Regions from separate parts of the Zea mays genome. Here region 1 is linked to region 2. Evidence: chromatin contacts called from public Hi-C data. All regions are on one chromosome and are shown on one strand. Each heading gives the region's core, a stretch centred on a gene start, on an enhancer-like site or on the middle of the called end of the contact. The rest is flanking DNA. Distances are from core to core; before and after follow the strand shown.

What was found. A called contact is a pair of places that touch in the nucleus more often than the background predicts.
Region 1: a contact with region 2 is called in a Hi-C map of tassel, with 1.8 times the contacts expected there. The contact joins the promoter of LOC100273563 here to the promoter of LOC100275131 in region 2. A contact is called at or near these places in 2 of 25 Hi-C or Micro-C datasets (ear and tassel).

The regions. Positions count from the first base shown.
Region 1 is chr2:32,710,579-32,716,036 of Zm-B73-REFERENCE-NAM-5.0, reverse strand. It overlaps LOC100273563, which reads right to left and starts at 1,558. Exons shown (of 16, transcript NM_001147981.2): 1 at 1,419-1,558; 2 at 531-922; 3 at 325-453. The coding sequence starts at 737.
Region 2 is chr2:32,529,928-32,535,217 of Zm-B73-REFERENCE-NAM-5.0, reverse strand. It overlaps LOC100275131, which reads right to left and starts at 3,278. Exons shown (of 2, transcript NM_001176327.1): 1 at 2,785-3,278; 2 at 2,316-2,680. The coding sequence starts at 3,222. The coding sequence ends at 2,576. LOC542148 (adenine phosphoribosyltransferase 1) reads left to right here. Exons shown (of 7, transcript NM_001351712.1): 6 at 784-854; 7 at 1,081-1,482. The coding sequence ends at 840.

The DNA.
Region 1 (5,458 bases), core at 309-2,808, 180 kb before region 2:
ATATCAAGGCTTGCTAAGATGCCTTTGTCGTTCCTTAATACTCCCACCATTCCAGATAATAGATTGTTTCGTCTTTTTAGTTTTTAATACGCTACACATCGCATTGCTATGTACCTAGAAAAGCTAAAATGTCGTGTAATTTGGGTCAGTGGGAGTAGTAGATATCATGGTCTGATCGATTTGACGACTATACATCATTGTTCATATTCCACAGGAAACGCAAAGTTATGTTATAACATTCCTTAAATTTTCACACAATAGTGGAAAACTCCATGTGTTTAAGTTCACCTAGAATGGTGTGCCAAACAAGAACAGAATCATCACCTGCAAATCGCAATCACGGAAAGCCCCAAGCGATGCCTCCGTGAGGCATCCACATTCCACCAGCTCATTGAATATCTGCTGACTAAGATCTCTGGGCAGCAGGGATAAATCAGAATACATATTTATGTCCTGCAATCATCCCATCAATTCAGCCAAGAACAAGTTCACTCTTCAGAAACTGAAAAACAAAAAAGGCAATAAAACACCTTGCAGACTTTGGCCACGCACAGCTCCACAAGCGACGGGCACCGGTTTGGAGCTGGGCCCTGTGCTCTCCGCTGCACATCAGCAAAGTTGCTGCGGGGCAGCGTATGCAGCAGCCACTTGAAGCTGCCGCTCTTGGAGAACCTCGCACTGTAGAGATCATCCTCTTGGACCAGCTGGCCCCTCTTCCTCGAACAGGCACTACCCATGAATGTCACAGACTCTGGGTGCGCTGAGCTTAAACCAATCAATCACTCCTGGCCTCGGTGGCTCAGGGGTTAAAAAGACACAACAGTATGAGTTGTGACCGATGATTGTCTGATTTTTATGATCTTATCATCCACTCCCCGCGTGATTATGACCAGGGACAGACTCCACTTTCTTCGTCTCCATCCTGCAGGCACAATCAAAACATCACACTGTTTGTCAGATTTTATTTTTACCCACGACAGTAAACAAGCCCACATGGCATGGCCAGTGGCCACTGGCCAGAGACAAGATTTACAGTTCCACGCAATCGAGCTTCTTATTACAAAGTTACAACGACACACTGCCAGTCCTAAGTGCAATCAACCCCACTAGGATAAATTGATCCTACCCCTACCACAACAAACGCAGCCATCGCCTACGGGGAGAGCAAAGCATAAATCCTGCGACCGTACGATTGTCCATTGATTGAAACACAAATATCCCCAAGGTAACTAACTGCATCAAATGTTATTCACAAATTACCACGAGAGAGTGAGAAAAGCACAAGAATGCCCGAAATCCCAACCCGCAACCGCAATCACCAAAGCGAGAGGGAAAATCGCAAGCGCTGCGACGGCACGCTGAAAAGATCAACAACCACCGAAAAAATCGCGCCAAATTAACAGGGAGGAGGATAGAACCACCTGATTGGAGATGCGATTCTCACCGGGAGGCCGCCGAACCAACGAGCCAGGGTTTAGTCTGGGATTACAGCTAAAATAAGCTAACGCCTCGAATCATCATCCCATCCAATCTAGATTAGACGAAAACCAGAACGGGGAGAGAGCGACAGGGAAGGAGGGAGAGGCGGAGAAGAAAGGTTAAGCTGAGAGTCGAAGCGGGGCGTGAGTTCCACGTGTCGTGAGTAGACACTCAGCTAGAACAGCAGATTTTCACCACTGACATGTGGGGAATGGGTTTCGTCGGTCCTGGTGTCAGTGACTATGTTTGCTGGTAGGTTGGTGGCTGATAGGGATGGTGGAGCCCACAGCACAGGGAAGCGAAGAGGATAAGGCAAAGGAAGAGAGAGAAAGCACCGGGGCGCGCTGCCGGTTTTGTGGGCCTGTGGCCGCTGGTCCGTCCTATGGCCTACACATGGGCCCCGCGGTTTTACTGGCTGTGGGCTGCGCTTGCTCCTCCGGTCCAGCGATCTACTTGTACGGTTGTGGCGTACGTGTACCTTTGTGCCGTCCTGCGCGGCTGCGCTTGCTCCTCCGGTCCTCCCGCGATCTACTTGTAGGGTTAGGTCGAGGTCGAGGATGTACATGGCATGCAAAACATTTTTTAAGGATATCGTTTGATTAGATGAAGCCGGTTATTTAAACTGTTGTAATTATAATTTATAGACAAAAACAGTATAAGCTGATATGGATTAAAACTAAACAAACATATTATGTTTAGATGTACAGCCTTCGATGGCCCTGGCTGACTGCATACGACAGTTTTCTGGCTTCTCGTGTATGAGCTAATGCAATTAAATGGTTACAAAATGACTTGTTTTGCATCCGCTGATGAGGTTTGCGCCTGCTGTATACAGGTAACTAAACAAAAGCTTAAACAAAGTCAACATATGCAGTAGTCTAAGATGAGACGATGCGGGTAACCAAACTGACAGATAGTGTTTTAGAGGGTAGAGTTTGAAAAATGAGATAAAAGGTGGGATAAGAGGCCTCGGCGACTGTATTTTCTTATTTTCTCCACGAGTTTTCACCGTCTAATATGAGGTACATATATCTATTTTTAATCTGCCCATATCCACTTTTATCTCTATTCACTTCCATCTTCTTCTCCTTAATGACAGAGTTGTTCATGCGTTCATGTGAGCGGTAGTGGCGACCGTCTTTTTTTTGCATTTTAGCCCTTTTTAGGTTTTATTTTCACAAATACGTCCTTTTCAGTTTCATTTCAAAAAATGAACCCTCAGCTCGGCGTCATCACTATTGGCGCCGAGCTACAACGTATCGGTGTCAATTAGTTTGGCGTGTACATGTAAGAGTCGATGTCTACGTGGATCTGACGTGGCAGTACCTCGGCGTCGTGGATCTTGGCGCCGAGGTCGGCGCCGACCTCCGTGTATATAAATATCCCACTCCGGCCGTCGGTTTTTTTATTTTTGGATGATAGTAGTCATTTTATCAATTATTCTTTTTCATACTTAGTTTATTTGGTTTATGAATTTGTGTTCTGTTGTTGGTGACCTAAATTGTAACTTGGATAGTTAATGATCTTATACCTGTTAAAATTTACAACTTAGCATTTGATAGGTCAGCCACGGAGACATCTCCTGCAAAGTGGTTGGAGTGTTTTTGTGATCGCCAAGCGTCTTGTCGCGGGGGATGCCTTCATATATTCTCAGGTGCTATGATGAGCAGTTAATGTTGGTTGCTCTTAACTCTCCTTTTTGACCGTTGACTACCATACCAATACCTGGTTCCTTAATTTTTACATGATGGAGGTGAGAATGGGGAGCTACGTGTTGGAGTTCGACGTGCACTGAGGCACCAAACCACTATCACATCTTCAGTCATATCAAGCCACAATATGCATCTTGGTGTTCTTGCAACAACAAGGCATGCAGTGAACACTGGTAGTATGTTCACTGTCTATTACAAGCCAAGGTTTGCAAGGAATTATGAGCTTAGTTAAACTATTTCTGTTTCTGTGTTAACTTTTAGTTGCAGGGCTATTGCAATCTGTTACTGAAAGTCGCCTAGAGGGAGGGTGAATAGGGCGAAACTGAAATTTACAAAGTTAATCACAACTACAAGCCGGGTTAGCGTTAGAAATATAAAACGAGTCCGAGAGAGGGCGCAAAACAAATCGTGAGCGAATGGGAAGTGTGACACAAGGCGTATGTTTAGGAATGCGAGGATAGCGTAGGGGGATCTTACTAAAATTCTTGCGCTCATGGCGCTTAGAAGTAATGGACGGCGCGTCGGAGCCGGAGGTGGAAGGTGATGAAGTATCGGTCTCGTAGTAGACCACCTTCCTCATCTTCTTTTTCTTGTCGCCACTCCGATGCGACTTGTGGGAAGAGGCTTTCTTCTCCTTCCCCTTCCCTTTGTTGCGGGACTCTTCCGATGTAGCCTTCCCGTGGCTTGTAGTGGGCTTGTCGCCGGTCTCCATCTCCTTCTTGGCGTGATCTCCCGACATCACTTCGAGCGGTTAGGCTCTAATGAAGAACCTGGCTCTGATACCAATTGAAATTTGCCTAGAGGGGGGGGGGGTGAATAGGGCGAAACTGAAATTTACAATGCTAATCACAACTACAAGTCGGGTTAGCGTTAGAAATATAAAACGAGTCTGAGAGAGGGCGCAAAACAAATCGCGAGCGAATGGGAAGTGTGACACAAGGATTTGTTTTACTGAGGTTCGGTTCTCTCAAACCTACTCCCCGTTGAGGTGGTCACAAAGACCGGGTCTCTTTCAACCCTTTTCCTCTCTCAAACGGTCCCTTGGACCGAGTTGGTGTCTCTTGCCTTGCTTACAAATGAGATGATCGCAAGAAAGAATGAAAGAAGGAAGCAATCCAAGCGCAAGAGCTCAAAAAAACACAACAAATCTCTCTCACTAATCACTAAAGCCTTGTGTGGAATTGTGAGAGGATTTGATCACTTGGGTGTGTCTTGTATTGAATGCTTAGCTCTTATAAGTAGTTAGAAGGTGGAAAACTTGGATAACTTGAATGTGGGGTGGTTGGGGTATTTATAGCCCCAACCACCAAACTAGCCGTTTGGTGGAGGCTGCTGTCGCATGGCGCACCGGACAGTCCGGTGCGCCAGCCACGTCACCAGGCCGTTGGGTTCCGACCGTTGGAGCTCTGACTTGTGGGCCCGCCTGGCTGTCCGGTGGTGCACCGGACAAGCCCTGTAGGCTGTCCGGTGTGCCACCCGCGCGTGCTCTGCTCCTCTGCACGCGCTGGCGCGCATTTAATGCTGTAGCAGGTGACCGTTGGCGCGGAATAGCCGTTGCTCCGCTGGCTCACCGGACAGTCCGGTGTGCACCGGACATGTCCGGTGAATTATAGCGGAGCGGATTCCCGAAGCTGGCGAGTTCAGAGTCGCACTCCTCTGGGGCACCGGACAGTCCGGTGAATTATAGCGGAGCGCCTCTGCGTTTTCCCGAAGGTGCGAAGTTTAGCTTGGAGTTCCCTGGTGCACCAGACACTGTCCGGTGGCACACCGGCAGTCCGGTGCGCCAGACCAGGGTAGCCTTCGGTTATCCCTTGCTCTCTTTGTTGAACCCTTTTCTTGGTCTTTTTATTGGCTTAGTGTGAACCTTTGGCACCTGTATAACTTATAGACTAGAGCAAACTAGTTAGTCCAATTATTTGTGTTGGGCAATTCAATCACCAAAATCAATTAGGAAATAGGTGAAAGCCTAATTCCCTTTCAATCTCCCCCTTTTTGGTGATTGATGCCAACACAAACCAAAGCAAGTATAGAAGTGCATAATTGAACTAGTTTGCATAATTATAAGTGCAAAGGTTACTTGGAATTGAGCCAATATAACTACTCATAAGATATGCATGGATTATTTCCTTATTTTTAACATTTTGGACCACGCTTGCACCACATGTTTTGTTTTTGCAAATTCTTTTGTAAATCCTTTTCAAAGTTCTTTTGCAAATAGTCAGAGGTAAATGAATAAGATTTTGCGAAGCATTTTCAAGATTTGAAAT
Region 2 (5,290 bases), core at 2,029-4,528:
TTGGGTTGGAGCAAAGTTTCAAATACTTCAAAAATACATGCTCAGAGTTTTTTACAAGTAGGCAAACAACCACTGTATTCTCCAATAACATGATTTTATCTTAAAACAATAAAACTCCAAAAACATTTTGCTTCTTAACACCCTCCTTAAGGTAAAAAAACTTGTGGATATCTTTTGTATGTAACTTCAGTGACAGATAGGTGCATGTGGTTAGGGTAAATTATTTTTTGTTATAAGAATTATATGCCTAGTGTGCAATGGTGAGAGCTCACCGGGACGTGGGGTTCAAAGCAGCCTCTTCACATTTGCGGATGAAGGTTTGCCTCAGTTTATTTCTTCTCCAAATGTCATTTGGGTTTTTTCTTTCCTAAATCACACATATGGAAGCGTCTGGCACTGGTTATGTCCTTTTACGTAGGTGATAAGAATAGCCTACCTTAATTTATAACTTTAAATACCACGCGACCATGTATTTTTTCCTATGGATGAGATAGCTGATAACCATTAGCCACAACAAAAGGGATATGGCTAGGTTGAACTCTTTGGAATCTAGCATATGTAGCAGGACTTGATATTTCCAGATATGATGATAGAGAGAGGGTTGGGAAACTACGCTAGTGCCATAGTCCACTCAAGTCTGCCTATTCAGTAAGGATATTTTAGATGCGAGGATGACTATTTTTTTTTAATCCAACCTTTTCTTATGAAAGAGAGGCATATCAAGGAGTGTATATACTATTCCCTCATATCTACTGAGGTTCCATTTTTTTTTTCAATGTGCAGGATTTCTATAAGCTCAACGGGAAACCGGTTTACATCCTGGTGGAGTCCCGCAAATAGGACGCAGTAAAATGGTCAGACAAGTAAATGCTCTCAAGCTCCTTTTATACTTGAAACTTCTCTCAACATTCATTTCGAACATATCATGAAATTACAAAGCTATGCATGTTCGCAGAATCGAGCTTTGCACATTGAGTCAAATTTGATTTCCTGGTGAAACAGGAGCAGTAGCAGCGGTAGCGTCCAGCCTTAAAGCATGCATGGCTACTGACACTAATTTCTGCCTCGTGACCATTTCAGAAAAAGCTTTCTAGCTTCCCGTCCAAAGAAGCTCACAGCTTCACTCATTTGCACGCGCAAGCAAGGTGGTATGGGGGCACCGAGAAACTCCGCAGTAATCTGTGTTGAGGCCACGGCCAGATGATGCTATGTACTCCTATCTTCATGGAGAGGGTGATGGACTGGGTGAAACGTAGTCACTGTACTTTTGTAGCACGTCATGTCTAGTGTTTCTTAGTAGCCATGGCTGAAGAGAGTTTGTAGCTTATTCCCGGCTTCCTGCAGCCAGGAACATCAGTGTTAGCCAGAGAAGCTAGGAAAAAGGATCTTATGTTGCTGCTCAGTTTTCTACCAGAATCGTCTTCCTTTTTTTCCCCTTTGCAGAATCAACTCTTTGGTAAACTTTACTAAGCTCGTTTTGCCTAAACGGCCGTTCAATCATGAAGAAAGAGCAATCATACGTAATGCCAGCGTAAGGAGGACATGTCTTTTTTCCAATATATTACTATATTCAAGCTCCCAGAATCAACTCTTTGATAAAATTTGCATCTACCTTGGTGCTTGTACACCAGACTAGCCTAACAAAGTGTCGCCCCTGCACTTGCAGATGGTTCCCAAACCCTATGCCGTCGAACCACACTTATCTACTATGTCTACGACTAATAGTTAGATGACACTATGGTTTCTATATATTAGTTGATTATACATTACTATAGTTTTTATATATCATATTTGTAAACATTTCCCATGAGTCAATGATAGGTGGAGTCTATGATATATATATAAAGTTGTAATCTTTTAATGATATAGATCCAATTATTTCTTTATTCAAACACGATTTTTTAATTTTCAAATTATTATCATCTACCTTTTATATAACACAAAGTAGCAAGAGCTGTAGTGGTTAAGGCGTGGGGCTTAGATCCTTGCATCCTGTGTTTGGATCCCACTTGTCTCATTTTTTTTTTATAATTCCGGGCGGCTGGATAAGCGCCAGGTGGGAGCGACACAAAAACCACTGATGGCGATGTCTAACGTTGGTCTGGCACCCATCTACTTAATTCTTCTGTATCTGTATGAGTCGTGATCATGTGTTAGATTTTGCTTAAGATCCTATGTACATTTGCTATATGTTTATGTACCATATGCTTATGCTAAGATCAGTTTTGACACTTGCATGTTTATCAACGACACGTGGAAATGGTGGAAGCCTGTCACAGAAGTTCCTAGCACCCTGATCCAGTGATCCCTGCATTGTTCCATGAATATCCTCCTCTCACTTGGAGCCTGAAGGGATTGAAATCGAATGAAAAGATGTACACCAATATATTTCTCCAGCAAGAGCATTAGCTGCATTACACGGTTACAATACAACTTGAAGCAAATCTGAACTCAACTATAATACAGGCGAGGCATGGACCAGCGTCCGGATGCAATGAATAGAACTGTGATGGAACAAGTGGAAACAAAAGGCAAGCACAATTCGTGTGAGCGCGCGAGATCGATCGATCGATCATCACAGCATGGGGAGGACCATCTGGAGCAGGGGAGCCTGCCGGGACCGCCGCTGCCGCGCCTTGAACTTCCTGATGGCCGCCTTGAGCACCCACCTCCACCCCTCCTGAACCGCCCCCAAGTCCAACCAATCAGTGGAAACCCGCGTGATGCTCAATTGCTCACGACTATTTCAGCAAAGCTTAATGAAGGCAAGTGGGCGGCTACTACCTTCGCGGGGGAAGGTGCCGGCGGCGAGAAGTCGAGCCTGGCCCTGCCAGTCTCGTGGAGGTCCAGGAAGGACCCGTCTCGCCGCAGCCGTCTGCGCCTCCACCTGGACCTCCCGCCGCCGGCCGAGTCCTTGGGCCGGCCGCCGGCCCTCGCCCTGCGCTTCGGGTTGGCGATGAGGAAGTCGGTCGAGGAGTTGGTGGCGTCGGCCGTCTCGGGCTCGCACGCGCCGCCGCGCGGGACCTTGTTGAGCGGCGACCAGATTCCGCTCTGCGAGTAGTCGAAGTCGAAGGCGGATGGGTCCGGGAACTTGCCCAGCAGCTCCCGCGACATGGACGGCTCCAGGTACTCCACCGTCACCACGCGCTCGACTACCACAACGCGCGTCGGGGTGCTGCCGCCGCCGCCGCCGCCAGTGTTTTCCTCAGCTGTGTTACTCATGCCGATCACTTGTGGGGACGTCAGGCGTCAAGATTTTGGGAGTGGGGCAGAGGGGGCGTGGGAACAGAGGGTTATGAGCGCGGGTGTCGGAACTGGGAAGGGGAAAATAGAAAAGCTGTTAGCTGCGAAAGTATCCGTTGGAGTCGCTTGGCATTGGCGGATGGCGGGCACTTGACCGTTGCCATATGGATCACTGGGTGTCTCTGACGAGTGGGTCGTCTCTTCGCAGAGAGGAGCAGGCCTCTGAACTCGGCAAGAGGGGAGGGCCATGTGCGTCCAAGGTACAGCAAATGAATTTCTCGCGTGCAAGTATACCGTGCCAATATAACATGCACGTGCTTGTCCATTTTTTTTAAACAAACGAAATCACGTGCTTGTCAACCTGCACCCATAAAAGCTTGTTGGTACGACTAAAAAGCAACCATCTATTTTCTTTTCGAAAAAGGAAGATTTTATTCTTCTTAAACAACAGCTGTCCTAGGAATTTGGTGTAAGCCTAGCAGCGAAAAGTGACTGTGGAGGTGGGAGAAGAATAAAAATAATAATTTATCTCACCACTAATACTTGGTCCCACACGTAATACACTCAGTTTCTTAGAATACGTGAAATCTCCTATCTATTTGCTCGTCGCTAGCTATTCTCGTTTTTCCATATTTTCTATCTGTCGGCGTTTCGAGACAGGGGGGTCCCTAAGCCGACGAGTGAGTGTGCTGCGTGCCCCAGCCCAGATGGGTCGAGCGCGTGGGCGAGCGCGAAGGGGGGAGAGGCGAGGTGGCCGGAGTCGAGCGTGAGAGAGGTGGAAGTCCCGCGGCCTTCGTGTTCGTCCCACGCCCAGGTCAGGTGTGCTTGCAGTAGGGGGGTTACAAGCGTCCACGCGGGTGAGGGAAGCGAGCGGCCCCAAGAGAGCGCCTGTCCCGTCCTCGGTCCCGCGCGGCCAACCTTCTCTAAGAAGGCCCTGGTCCTTCCTTTTATAGTCGTAAGGAGAGGATCCAGGTGTACAATGGGGGGTGTAGCAGAGTGCTACGTGTCTAGCGGAGAGAGAGCTAGCGCCCTAGGTACATGCCAATGTGGCAGCCGGAGAGGTCTTGGCACCTTGCTGGCATGATGTCGTGGCTGTCGGAGGTGCGACGGAGCCTGGCGGAGGGACAGCTGTTGGAGCGGTCGAATCCTTGCTGACGTCGCCCTGCTTCCGTAAGAGAGCTGGGGGCCGCCGTCGTCACAGAGCTTGTGGAGCGCCATCATTGCCCATCCGGCGGAGTTGGCCGGATGGGACGCCGGTCTTGTTCTCCGTGACCCGAGTCGATTCGGGGTAGGATGATGATGGCGCTTCCTGTTGACGTGGCGGGTCTGTGCCCTAGGCAGGGTGACGTGGGGGCTCCTCCGAAGCCGAGGTTGAGACTGTCCTCTGTTGCCGAGGCCGAGCCCGAGCCATGGGGTCGGGCGAGGCGGAAGTCGTTCGGCCGAGGGCAGGGCGGAGTCCGAGCCCGGGGGTCGGGCGAGGTAGAGTTTCGTCGTCTTCCGGGTCTTAGCCCGAGTCCGAGCCCTGGGGTCGGGCGGAGCGGAGTTCGCCGTCTTCCGGGTCTTAGCCCGAGTCCGAGCCCTGGGGTCGGGCGGAGCGGAGTTCGCCGTCTTCCGGGTCTTAGCCCGAGTCCGAGCCCTGGGGTCGGGCGGAGCGGAGTTCGCCGTCTTCCGGGTCTTAGCCCGAGTCCGAGCCCTGGGGTCGGGCGGAGCGGAGTTCGCCGTCTTCCGAGTCTTAGCCCGAGTCCGAGCCCTGGGGTCGGGCGGAGCGGAGTTCGCCGTCTTCCGGGTCTTAGCCCGAGTCCGAGCCCTGGGGTCGGGCGGAGCGGAGTTCGCCGTAGCGCCTTTGGCAAGGCCTGACTGCCTGTCAGACTCACTCTGTCGAGTGGCACCGCAGTCGGAGTGGCGCAGGCGGCACTGTCCTTCTGTCAGACCGGTCAGAGGAGCGGTGGAGTGACGGCGGTCACTTTGGCTCTGCCGGGGGGGGGGGCGCGTGTCAGGATAAAGGTGTCAGGCCACCTTTGCGTTAAATGCTCCTGCAACTTGGTCA